4 separate regions of the Mus musculus genome follow, and all the other regions are linked to region 2. Evidence: chromatin contacts called from public Hi-C and HiChIP or PLAC-seq data. All regions are on one chromosome and are shown on one strand. Each heading gives the region's core, a stretch centred on a gene start, on an enhancer-like site or on the middle of the called end of the contact. The rest is flanking DNA. Distances are from core to core; before and after follow the strand shown.

Region 1 (3,023 bases), core at 340-2,839, 750 kb after region 2:
AGGTAATACAGGTAAGAGGAGAACCTGAGACTGTCTACCATAAAGTCCACAGTCTCTCTATAACCCCAGTCTGCTTCTCAGGGCCATATCTCACAAGGGTTTATTGGGATTTTATAAGACCTCTCTGTACATTGAGAAAGTGTAGGATAGAAAATACATTTTCAGACTGGTTCAATGAATGCAATCTTAACTTCTGATCTTTTTTCCTAAAGCACGGTTTCTCTGTGTAGCCCTGGCTATCCTGGAACTCACTCAGTAGACCAGGCTGACTTGAACTCACAGAGATCTTCCTGCTTCTGCCTCCTGAGGGCTGGGATTAAAGGCATGCACCACCATCTCCAGGTGCAATCCTAACTTCTGAAACACATCCATCCACTAGGCATTCGTTGTCAGGGTAATGCAAAGGGGTCGTGTCTGTGAGATCCTTCACAGCACCTCCTGAGTTCACAGAAAATGGTTAATGGCCAAAAATATCAGCTTGCAGGCATAGAAGTGGGCCTTTTAGGAGGCTGGCCTATGGCTATCGATTTTTCCAAACTTATGACTGATTCTCTTAATTTGGCTCCAAACCTTGTTGGGTCTCTGTATTTCCTAGTTATCCTTTGGAATCTCTGCTCCCACAGACTTCAGTTGTTTTTGGTTTTAGGATCTTCCCTATCCTCATCCTGATCCTGAGAGGGTTCAACTCTGGAAAACAGTTCCTGACACTCCTCTTAAGAAACAGAATGACTTTGAGACATTGATGTATCTCCCCCGCCTCCCCACAGGGTTTCTCTGTGTAGCCCTGACTGTCTTCGAACTCATTCACTCTGTAGATTAGGCTGGCCTCCAACTCAGGAAAAGGCTCAAGACATTCTGACCTGTTATTAAGTGGGTAGACTTTTGGGTGCAAATCCTTTCTTTGAAAACATATCCCAGGCCTATTTTAACAAAAGACACCCCCAGAAAAGGAGCGTTGTAGACCTGCTTTATTATCACCTCTCCACGCATGGAGACAAATCCCCTCCTCTCTGCACACATTCTCCATTGCTCCCTTTCACAAACACCTTGATCTGACAACTCTTGGAAGCCGGGTGTTACTCTATTCTACTTCCAGAGGAAGAAACTTCCCCAGGCTCGGGGTCACTGCTGAGCCTGGGACAGCGTCTCCTCCCGTTTGTCCTGAGACCTCACCCTCCAGGAGTCGGCAACGCTGGTGGAAGATGTAGCAGGGTTCTTCCTTGTACAGAGTCTGTTCGTGGATCGGGGCGGCACGGTGGAAGCGTGGGTCATTCCAGCCGCGCTCCCACGGCGGGAAGATCGGCCTCGCCAGCCACGGGACGAAGTGCTTCTTGCCCTCGTAGGTAATGGGCTCCAGACCGGGGATCTCGTACACCCTGTCCAGGGGGCGAGGCTCGGGCTTCCGCGTGGAGCGCACGCCCCACTCATACGCCCCACGTTTCGGAGTCCCGTAACCTCCGAGGCCGAGCCTTCCAGAGCCAGCGAGTGCCCGCAGAGCGGGCCCGGACGCCAAGGCCATACCGACTCCGTTTCTACAAAACCTCTACCTGGACGCCGCCATCTTTGCCCGTGCAGGGACTGCTGGGAGCCAAAGGGGCGGAGCGCAATGACGGGTTTTTGCGAATGACAGACACTTCACCCAATCACAATTAGAATATGCTTGCTTTGTCCCCGCCCCTCAGGCAGTTCCCATCCTTATTGGTGGAACCTGGAAGGTGCTCTTTGCTTGGGGTTTCTGAAGTGCCACACGTGAAGAAACTTGCTGGTAGGTAGGTGAGCGCGGTGGTGGAGCTCGCGGCCGGCGCGGAGGAGCGTAGGGACCTCAGATCTGTACTTTGCACGCCTTTGACCCTTAGGCATTTAGAACGTGAGAGGGCCCGGTCTCCTCGCTGTAAAATTAGGAGTTAAAATGCCTTAGCGGGTCCGACGCCTCATGAGTTCTGGAACTGCCATCCTTTCCGCCCTTCTCAGCGTTGCCCACACTTTCCTGGCTGCGGCTTCCCAGAGCCTGCGAGTGGCCCGGGTACCTCTTTCTATGCCAGCTTGGCGGCCGACTGCTGGCACTGCGGCTCGCCCGGCGCCGAACGCGAGTTACTTTTGCTCTGCTGCTGCTAAGTTTTCCGATTCCCGGAGGCGGGTCCAGTGCACTGGCTTCTGGCAGGCTCGCTGCGGGGGTCAGAGTGAGGACTGTGCTAAGTAAGCATCGGGTGGGCATAGGTTGAGGGACCACCGAGTGAGTACATGAGTGCACGACGTGAACGGTGGCAACACACACATGCTTCCTGTCCCTTAGGTCTTTTCTCTTGTTTGACCACTGTCAGAGTTGCATTGTTTAGTGACCGGCCCGTGAACTCTCCCTGGCTTCTAGAGCAGTTGCGTGACACACACTTTAGGTTAACAAATGAATACATAGTAGAACAAATAAGGTGCTTGGTAATGACAAGGGGAACACTTGAGAAGGTCTCTGAGAGGAGATGACCTTTCAGCCAAGGCCTGAAGAGTAGGGATAAGCATCCAGGGCGAGGCTGCAACAGGGATTGTGCCTCCCAGATGGGAAGGAACTTCATCTTTAAAATTGTGCATGAAGTGGCCACCTTGTCTACCAGTTTCCAAAACGACTGAGACAATAGGACTATTTAACCCCCATGAATGCAAAAGAGGCAGAGGACAATATGACTAACACTCAGACTACCCAGCAGTTTACAGTTAAAGCATTTTCATTTGTCTTAGTACATCTCCTTCCCAAATGCTAAGAGTAATTGCCATAAAGAGAGGCACCATTCACTCAGTTATCTGATGCACAGTACAGATGGAGTGACTGGATGAGTATAACACCGTGCTAGGTCTTAACAAGGACAGGGACCGTGTCCTGTGCCTTCTGCCTTACAACACCAAATCCTGTACCCAGCTCCCGGACTATAGAGGGAACGAACACTCACCAGGCCATGGGAGCTTCCTGTATGCCAGGTGTTTGGCAGAATACAGAAAGAGTGAGACACCAACTTCATTCTCACTGGTGGCCC
Region 2 (3,245 bases), core at 581-3,080:
GTGGCTCCTTTCCAGTTCTCATCACAGACTTGTTTTTCTCTGCTTCCTTCTCTGCTTCCTCCTCTCAGCTAAGCACAGCTTCCTCTGTCATGGTCTGCAGACCTGCCACTGCTGATGAGCCTTTTTTGTGCCATCTGAGTGGGCTGGCTCTCCTCTCATTACCTCTTCAGTTCTATCCAATCTTAGTAGCAAGCAATTTTTTGTTGTTGCTAACTCATTTAGTAGTTTAGCTGTTGGCTTAACTCTGCAAACCCAAGGTAGAAATGGAATGTTTTTATTTTGCTTTCCATCATTAAATGGTCCTTTTGTTCTCCATGGCATTGCCAGCATCAACGGTATCTGACTTGGTAAATGGTACAGTTGGTCGTTCTGTGGCAAGGTCTTGCTATGTATACGTAATTCAGGCTATTCTTGAACTGGAGATCTCCCAGGCTCAGCTTCTGGAGGGCTGGGATTACAGGTGCCCTGACCTATTGTGTTGGTGTATATTCTGTGACAGGATGCTTTCAACTTAGACTACTTTGGTCTTTATCTATTATATGTACTTAAAATTTCATTGACACCCCAGAACTTACCTCTTATTCAGGTGTCTACTTTGTGATCAAACCCATTACTAGCCTTTAGTAAGAATAATAGAAACTATATCTATATAATGATAAATTCACCCCGTAAATAATCAAATAGCTGGTGTTTACAAACTATCAAATTATTAGGCAAGAAGCCACCAGGATCTGAGGGGGAAAAATGCTGGCAGAGAATGCAGAGAAAAGTTCTGAGTGCTGTCAGTAATTTCAGATTTGGGCTATGTGAAGGTCCAATTGTTAAGCCATCAGAAATGTTTTAACAGTGTGAAAAAGAAAGGTTAGTGGATTGGGGGGTGGGGAGGGGGTTCAAGAATAAAGCAGGATTAAGACCAAAGCAGATGAACTAATAAGCAAGTATGTGAGAAGGAAGAGGAACCAGCATCTTGGGAAGAGAACCGAGAAGAAACCTAGATCAGGACACTGAAACGGGAAAAGGGGCAAAGGGGACTGGCCATGGTAACGCCAATGAGGTGGGAACAGAAGGCAAAAAGCTAAACAAACGCTGGAAGACAGAAACAGAGGGGAAAGTCTTCACCCCTGAGCCAAAGACTTCAGTAGAAATGGGTTGGTGGTCAGAATCAGGATAGAAGTAGACACCCAGAATATTTCCATGTGTCTGTGTCTGAAGGACGGTCATACAGTTCTGGCTGAAAAGTATGGTAAAGTTTATCAGGCCTGGTGGGACAGGTGGTCAGTGTTGTTGGGAGTGGGAGTTCAAGGTCTAGGGGTCTCTAGAGAAGGCTGGAGGGTCGAGGGCGAGGGTGTGCGGGGATGCTCGTCCTGCGGATCTGGGCACCCGTCTGTGGGCGGCGAGGAGGGCTTCAGCGGCGCGTAGGGTCACTTTCCTCGGACCGCAGGACACTTCAGGAGAACCAAGCAGGGTTCCGGGGGCGGCGGGAAGAGTCACCTGCGATGGGACACGAGTGTCGTCAGGGCACCGAGGCCCGGGCGCCCGGGGACCTCAGCGACACCGGCAGCGAGCCGCTCGGCGCCTGCCCCTCCCGTCCCAGAGGGAACCTGTTGCCGGGGGAAGGGGTGGGCGGGAGGCGCAGGCGGAGGACTCTCGTGCTCTCTCTGCGCTCCGCGGCCTCTCACCTCAGACACGTTCGGCGCACGCCCCTCCCTGGCCCCGGCCTGGGAGAAACACACACGCGTCCGCACACCCACAGCTCCGCGCCGCCCGAGCCCGGGGACGGCGGCCCGAGCGCCGCCGGGGCTGCTTCCGGGAGCGGAGGCGCGGCCCCGCGAAGAGGAGGAGCAGGCCAACATGGCGGCGCGCAGGGCTGGGCCGGCCGGCCGCGCCTGAGCGCCCCACCACCCCAGCTCGGCTCGCTGCGCCCACGCGCGCACCTAACCCTGGCCCGGCGGCCTCGGAACGCGCGGGGCGGGAGCTCAGGGGCCCTGCCGGGGACGGAGCCGGGGCCGAGGCAGCGCGGCACGGCCCGCCAGGCCCGGGAGCCGCAGCTTCGCCGCACGCCGGCCGGCGCGACTCCGAGGCCGGAGCCATGGAATCGGAGGAGGAGCAGCACATGACCACGCTGCTGTGCATGGGCTTCTCGGACCCGGCCACCATCCGCAAGGCCCTGCGCCTGGCCAAGAACGACATCAACGAGGCCGTGGCGCTGCTCACCAACGAGCGGCCCGGCCTCGACTACGGTGGCTACGAGCCCATGGATAGCGGCGGCCCCAGTCCGGGGCCGGGCGGCGGCCCACGGGGCGACAGCGGCAGCGACGGCAGCGGGCCTTCCCGCGGCGGGAGCACCGGAGGTGGTGGCGGCTTCGATCCCCCGCCCGCCTACCACGAGGTGGTGGACGCGGAGGTGAGTGGGGTTGCCCTGACCTCACGGGAGAGGCCGCCGCGCTGGAGTCCCGAGGACAGGGAGCGTTGCCAGCCCGGCTCGCAGCGGGACTTTTGGGCGGGGGCTGTAATGAAACTCGGGGCACCGAGATAATAGAACACCAGTTCTGGTCCGAGATCGGGGTCACTAGACTGGGGTCCTATGGAGAGAAGGGCCTTGGGGGAGGAATATTCCCGCGTGGAGTTAGGTATACAGTTCTGGGCCGTGGCGGGGTCTCCATAGGCTACCTGCTGAGTCTATGCGGTGGGCAGGAATCCCGGGAGGGATGGGGAGGAGGGCCCACATTTCCAAATCCGCGTGGCTTGGGAAATGGGAAGGACATGAATATCAGGTGTCAAAACTGAGGTCCCAGTGGACCAGAGTATTTGTGACACTAGATTTCAGTGAAGGATTGGGATAAGTACCAGTTCAGAGTCAGAAATAGTGCTCGCTATAGGCCTGCCAGAGTGAAGGCCTTTGCCGGGTCAGACAGGAGGACCAGTGGGGTTAGAAGAAGGGTTTAGGTTTTTAAGCCAACCGTTGGAAGAGGACAGGGTCTAAAATGAGGAAGGGCCTAGACAGGACCAGGAATGATAGGAATGAGTATAAGGCAGAGGAGCAGGTTTGGCTGTTTTAATGTCTGGGTTGTAAGGATGGGCTTGACTAAGGTCAGGTATTAGGACAAGTAGTGGAATGGGACTGAGATAAGGAATGAGTGAGAAGCCTGGGCAAGGAGTAGGAGCAAAGGAAGGGCCAGACGGCGATGAGATCAGGAATGGGAGGTCGAAGCTGGCGGCGATGAGATCAGGAATGGGAGGTCGAA
Region 3 (3,272 bases), core at 576-3,075, 600 kb after region 2:
CATCTCTGACCATTCCTAGCCCATCAAAAATGGAAGTCCAGAGGAAGGGTATGAGCAGACCGATTTAATTAGCGCGGGCTCTAAAGGTACCTTAAGTTGGCCCTATTAAATTAAACTGCCTAGGGGGAAAAATAACTGTAATTATTTCCTTTTCTCTCCTACCATTGTATTTCAACTCCCAACCTCCACGCTTCTCCCTTTCTTGACAAGACAACCTTTAAACTAGGGGCTGGCATTGGCATCCCCAAACTAGGTCTCAGTGTTTCTCTTTTCTGCCCTTCTTCTGTCTGAGCTCTGGTTTCTAGCAGAGAGCAGAGTCCAGAGGGGTCCACGGTGCTTGGCTGTATTCTAATTTAGGGAGGCTGTTACAAGTGTAGAACATTATTCCAAAAATGCACCCGGAGTCTCCTTCCTGAACCAGTGCAGATCCGTTTGCCGTGGGGCATTTCTTTTAAAAACCCCTTTTCTCTCTTCGGCAGGGCAAAAAAAGCAAACTTTAATGGTAGGGAATTATTGTTTATTTTGTTGAAATCTAGTTCTGAGTTTTCCTACTTAAAACGTGTTTTCCCCAGGACACTGACCTATCCTTTAATTGTTTGGTGTGAGGCATGTTAGGGGGAGGGGCGTTACTTGTTTATTGGAACAGCGCAGTTAAAAAAAAAAAAAATCAACCTAGGCTAACAGTTTCAAGGCTCCCCTAAAGATGTATCCAAACAGGCAGCCAATCAGCGCTTACACAGCTTTTCTGCTTGACTCTTTTAAAGAGACAGTGCCGACAATGTTTTATCACATTTAAAGAGAACCGCGCTCTAAAAACAGTATGAAAATGGGGAGCCATCCCTTATCTCACCAGTTTTTGATTTGGAGACTCCAATGAGAATACACTGCAGGTTTTTGGGTTCCTCGAGTGGACAGAAAGGAGTCGTGAGCAAAAAGCTTGGTCACTCTGCCAACCCCCCATTTCCCATTGTACACCTGGGTCATTGACAATGGAAGCTTCCCCTCCCCCCACGCCCGACTCTGGTCCCCTACTCTCCAATTTAGCTCCATTTATTTGAAGTTTGAGATTTCTGCGGCGCGCATTCCGAGTCGCGAGGCGTCCAGGTGACGTCCCTCATCCAAACGGAACCCTTTCCCGTGGAAAGGCGAGAGGCTAACTTGCCAGGGCTAGCAAACCTCAGAAATTTGAGAGAAATCAACTCTCTTTCCCTCTAGTCCAAGACCTCTTTTCCCTCCTACAGCTTGCCTGGAGCACGCCAAGGGCCATTTTCGCGCGGCTCCACTTTGGGGTTTCCCAAAGTATTTTAACGATCTAGTAAAGAAGCAGCCGCGCGCTTTGGCGCCAGCTTCGGCCGCCCAGCTCCGCGTGCAGCCCTGGCCGGGGCTCGGGAGGCAGGGCTGGGCACAGGCAGCCCGGGGTGGGGCGGAGAGGGGAGCAGGGCCGGCCGGGGTCCTGGCCCGCTGAGGGTACGCTCAGCACGGGGAGGCGGGGGCGCTGGGGGCTAGGCCGACGCGGAAAGGGGCGCGCCGGGCCAGCCGGGGTCCGCGCCTGCTGTCGCAGCGCCCAGTCCCCGCCGCGCCGGCCGGGTGCTCCAGTCCACGCCCGAGCCCCTCGAGTCACCGCCCCACCCCAACGCCAAGGCTCGCCCCCCGCTCCCCCGGCCGGGGCACGAGCGGGCAGCGGCTCGCGGAGGAGGCGCAGCGGGACTGGCGCGGCCGTGCTGACAGGCGTCCCTCTCGGCCTCCAGGCCCGCCCCCGCGCGCCGATTGGCCGCCGCGGCCGTCCGTCGCGGGGCGTGGACGCCCGCCGCGCTCCTGCCGGGGCAGCCACGTTCGGTTGAGCTCCAAGTAGACCAGCGGCGGCGGCGGCGGCAGCGGCAGCGGTGCTGAAGGCGCAGAGGGCGGCGCAGGCGGAGCCGGGCGGCGGGCGCGCGGGCCGCGAGCAAGCGAGCTGCAGGCTTCGGGCGGGCGGCGGCGCAGCTCAGGCCGAGCCGGCGCGGGAGGAGTTCCAGGGCGATGGGGCCGCGGCCGGGGCTGACGCTTTGACAGCTGGAAAGAGCGCGGAGCCTGCGCCTGGGAGGGAGGGAGCGCGGCGAGCGGAGTGCGAGCGAGCGGGCGAGCGCCGGGAGGGGGCCGGGAGCAGGGCAGCTCGGGAGACCGGACGGTAGCGGCGGCGGCGGCGGCGGGCTCGGCGCCCTCTTCTCTGCAAGCCATGTTTGCCAAAGGCAAAGGCTCGGCGGTGCCCTCGGACGGGCAGGCTCGGGAAAAGTAAGCCTCTCGCGAGTGGGGCCGCGCCGCGGGTGGCGGGAGGCAGGTGGGCGCGGGGGTCGCGCCGCCTGGTGCCCCTGGGGCCCGGGTCTCTGCCCCGCGGCGGCGGCGGTGGCGTGGAGAGCCCATTGTTGGGCGCCGGCGGAGGCTGGGGCACCCTGAAGGGGCGGCAGGGCAGCGGTGGGCGAGGGTAGTTGGTAGGCGCGGGGCAGAGCGGGCGCGGGGGTCCGCGACGAGGGTGGGCGAGGTCCCACTCGGAGCCGGTGCGCTCGGCCCGCTGGGCGCGGGGCCCTTACTTTGCCCACCGAGTGCGGGCAGGGGGCGCGTGGCTTTCTGCAGCCCCGAAGGCTCCTTTTGTCCGCCCGCGGCGTGAGGAGTGCGTGCCGGGGGCTTTGTTCGCCCGGGAGCGCTCTCCCTACCCAGCCAGCGGCCTCCCCGTCAGCCCGGTGCGCTCCGGGGCGTCCGGGCTGGGCTGGGCTGGGCTGGCGGCGCCGGCCCGGCCCCAGGCTTGGGGGACAGTTGTTTGAGGGGGAGATGCTGAGGGCGGCGCTTTGCTGCCCTCTCCAGAGCGCGCCAAGTACCCGGACTGGGACCGAGTCCGTTCGGACCCCAAAGCTGGGCTAAAGCAGGGAGCTGAAGTGGGCTGGGAAAAGGAGGGTGGCTCAGGCAGGGCTCTTGTAAGGGGCTTGCGAGTTTGCGAGACCTAGGTGGGTTTAGTCCCAGTGCCACTTGGAAGTTCAAGTTTGGGGACCGGTCTCCGGCTCCCGCGGCTTGGTGCAGCTTGTCTGTGGTACCCACCCACTAGCTGTTCTGTCTGGGGTGATAGGTACTCACCTCTTGTCGTGGCCACAATGGGATGGCACAGACCGGGCTCACAGTCACTGGCAGGGTCCAGAGCGAGCCTTAATGTGATCTGACCTCTCTCTCTCTCTCTCTCTCTCTCTCTCTCTCTCTCTCTCTCTCTCTCTCCTCTCACTCCTCACTTTCCAGGTTAGCTTTATACG
Region 4 (2,945 bases), core at 316-2,815, 960 kb before region 2:
GTCTGCTCTACTCTTCATAGTAACTCTGTAAGACAGCAGGTCTATTTTTCCACAAAGGGATGCTCAGACAGGTAAGATGTCTTGACTCTTACACAATGGTTAGGCATCAAGGCCAAGATTAAAACCTTAGCCTGTCTGGCCTCCAAATTCAGGCTGGCTTTCTTTTCTTTTCTTTTCTTTTCTTTTCTTTTCTTTTCTTTTCTTTTCTTTTCTTTTCGTTTCTTCTCGCCTCTTCTCATTGCTTCTCTTCTCTTCTCTTCTCTTCTCTTCTCTTCTCTTCTCTTCTCTTCTCTTCTCTTCTCTTCTCTTCTCTTCTCCCCTCCCCTCCCCTCCCCTCCCCTCCCCCCCCCCCTCCCCTCCCCTCCCCTCCCCTCTCCTCCCCTCCTCCCCATGTCTTGCCCTCTCCCCGAGTCTGTCTTCTCAGGCTGTCCAGGAATGTGCCACCACGGCCAGGCAGGTTTGTTTGTTTGTTAGTTTTTCTATTATTTTCTTTTCTGCTACTTTCTGCCTGGGAATTTGTGTTGTGTGTATTAGTAGGAGCCATTGTTTTCTCTAAGCGCCTCTCTTTAGGAAGGCTCCATTTCTTTGTCCTATGTAATGCTATAGAACATCCTGCAGGTTCAAAACAAAAATATTTAACTCTTCGACTATATGGGACTGCTCACATTCTGCACTAAAGGACAACATGGTGGTGGTGATGGGAACAATGTTGGGAGATGCTCTCCCAGAAATGGATGCTGGCTGTTGGTTCTGTTTTGAGATGTGGGGTCAGGTATCAGGAACAGGTTGTGTGGCTCTATTTGTCTTTAAGATGAGTAGGTTAAGCTTTGGAGAGGAAGACAGAAGATTAAACAGGGGCGGGGGGGGGGGAACCTTCCTTCCAGCTCAATCAGCTGAAGGTTGTAGGGACTTCAGTCAACTGTGAGCACTAACTGCTACTTAGCAGCTTCACAGAGATCCAGGAGTCTGTGTATGGAAGACACCCTTATATCCTGTCCAGCTTACTGCATTCTCGAATTATAGTTGGCAAAAGATAAGTAAATGAAAGTAAGCTACTCAACCCATGGTTTATGTACCACTCTGTGTTCTTTTGAGCAGTAGAATGAATATTCCCAGGTTTTCAAGTTAATGAGGCACAGGTCTGATTTTTAATCAAGCCTCTTACCTGTGTTTGTGGCTTGCTTATGTGGGTCAGCCATTTAGTCCTTCTGGCCTCAGGTTCTCCGTCTGTGAGAAAAGTGTAACAATACCTGAATTGTAAGGTCAGCAGCAGCAACAGCAGCAGCAGGCACTCCTCCATTATTAGTATTTTTTCTTCCTATGTCTCAAAGTGGGAATTCTTTATCTGTTATTTGTTAGGTAGAGAGATGAGCATGAGAGATGACCTAAATTCTCTGAGACAATATGAATCCACCCAGCCTGTCGGTGGCGACTGCCAGCCTCTGTTCAAAGCTTCAGCCAGTGCCCATTATGTCATTATGGAGCCTGCAGAAGTGATTACCAATGTTACTTTTCCAGTTCACTGCAGAGCAGAGGGGGAGAGGTTTTTCACACTGCTGGCGTTTTGTTGGAGCACGGTGATATGGATCCCAGATGGCTCCCTCGGCAGATGTGGCCCTGCAGAAGTGTACTGCTGCTTTACAAGGGATTTAATGAAAACCTGGCGCCCCTCCAGGCTTGAGTCAATCCTCTGGTGTTCTCAGCTAATACACACAGACTGGTCTGCCAGTTCCCACCTATAGATGGCGCGGGGGAGGCTGGGGTGAAAAGCTTTTACTTGAGTAACAAGGCTAAGCCTCTGTGACCCAGTCTACAGGTTGGGGTAGGAGAGCTGGAACAGGGGCGTGGAGGGACATTGGTAGGAGGGTAGCTCATACTGAAGACTGTCCAGTTAGCTGAGGGTAGCCCGTACTGGAAAATTTCCAGTTAGCTATTGTTTAGGCAGGATGATCTGGGGGACGAGGACAAAGATGGCTTTCCCAGTTGTTTGGGACTCATGGTGTTTTTCTTCCTTGCCATGGGTTAGACTAAAAAGCAGTGGGAAAAACGGTGGCTTCAGTTAGTTCCTGCTTTTAATTGGAATTGGATCTGTGTCTAGTCACCCTGTTTGAAGTGCTCCGACTCCTCAAGTGTCAGCTTGCTCACTCCCATGTCTTTTATTTTGGCTTCACTATCATATTTTGGAAACGATGCCTCAATCTCCTGGCTGCAAGCTCCCACCCCCCAGTTCTTAGCCTTATGGCACAAGGCTTATGCTGCCGGAGCCAGACATGAGTTGTGAAATGTAACCACAATTTACTTGTCTACTTGCTTCCTGTTTTGGTCAGTTTGTGGGATGCAAGACCTTTGGAAGTAAGAGCTCCTTGCATCTCCTTGACTGCTAAAGCCCAGTGCCCAGGGTGGCCTGGTCCAAAGTAAAGCTTCAACAAGCATTACTGGATAAGGGATGCATTCAAGGACAAGAATAAGACAGGTCTATGTTTATACCGCAGTGCCATCATCCACAAGCTGGACTCCTTTCCCAGATCTCTCTTAGGTTCACCACGTGTACACAAGGGCTCAGCTGCTAGAGAGAAAGGTTGTTCATAGACAGCAGCACCAAGGAGAGCCCAAGACACACAAGCTATGAAGCAGTCTCTAAAAATTAAGCCCCGATACGTGTATCTAGTATTTCTGTTCAGCTAACGCCCATTGAAGATCTAGGATCCGCTCTGCCCCTTACCAAGACCTGGCAGTACATTAGGTGGGTCCTCACACAACCCTGGGAGCTGTTTTGTTTTGTTTAAGTTTCTTTCCCATTTTAGAACAAAGGAAGTAAGGCTTTGGGAAGATGCAGCAGCCGAGCAAGCCTCAACAGCTCCTCAGAGGGACAGACAGCATTAACCACATTTCTATTTTCAAAGCCATAATTTTCCCCATAATCCCAGGCTGCTTCCTATTAACAC

Evidence for each region. A called contact is a pair of places that touch in the nucleus more often than the background predicts. HiChIP or PLAC-seq counts read pairs in DNA pulled down with a chosen protein or histone mark.
Region 1: a contact with region 2 is called in a Hi-C map of CD8 T cells, with 3 times the contacts expected there. The contact joins the promoter of Mrpl37 here to the promoter of Usp24 in region 2. A contact is called at or near these places in 1 of 39 promoter capture datasets (liver) and 1 of 484 Hi-C or Micro-C datasets (CD8 T cells).
Region 3: a FOXA1 HiChIP or PLAC-seq map of pancreatic cancer cells shows a contact between it and region 2. The contact joins the promoter of Ssbp3 here to the promoter of Usp24 in region 2. A contact is called at or near these places in 1 of 39 promoter capture datasets (neutrophils) and 2 of 115 datasets of contacts at active chromatin or transcription factors (double positive thymocytes and pancreatic cancer cells).
Region 4: a contact with region 2 is called in an H3K4me3 HiChIP or PLAC-seq map of embryonic limb bud, with 7 times the contacts expected there. The contact joins the enhancer-like site here to the promoter of Usp24 in region 2. A contact is called at or near these places in 5 of 115 datasets of contacts at active chromatin or transcription factors (astrocytes, embryonic forebrain, embryonic limb bud and 2 more).

Annotation. Positions count from the first base shown.
Region 1 is chr4:107,065,277-107,068,299 of GRCm38.p6, forward strand. It overlaps Mrpl37 (mitochondrial ribosomal protein L37), which reads right to left and starts at 1,590. Exons shown (of 7, transcript NM_025500.2): 1 at 1,174-1,590. The coding sequence starts at 1,519. It overlaps Cyb5rl (cytochrome b5 reductase-like), which reads left to right and starts at 1,718. Exons shown (of 7, transcript NM_001346552.2): 1 at 1,718-1,769.
Region 2 is chr4:106,314,383-106,317,627 of GRCm38.p6, forward strand. It overlaps Usp24 (ubiquitin specific peptidase 24), which reads left to right and starts at 1,831. Exons shown (of 68, transcript NM_183225.2): 1 at 1,831-2,404. The coding sequence starts at 2,090.
Region 3 is chr4:106,909,645-106,912,916 of GRCm38.p6, forward strand. It overlaps Ssbp3 (single-stranded DNA binding protein 3), which reads left to right and starts at 1,826. Exons shown (of 18, transcript NM_023672.2): 1 at 1,826-2,268; 2 at 3,259-3,272. The coding sequence starts at 2,213.
Region 4 is chr4:105,350,881-105,353,825 of GRCm38.p6, forward strand. No RefSeq gene overlaps it. Among named protein-coding and RNA genes, the nearest start is that of Gm40217, 33 kb to the left of the region's middle. Within about 2 kb of position 1,566, at least 18 of the 459 cell types and tissues checked have an H3K27ac peak or open chromatin away from gene starts, as enhancers often do. A contact at or near this core is called in embryonic limb bud, where this site is marked.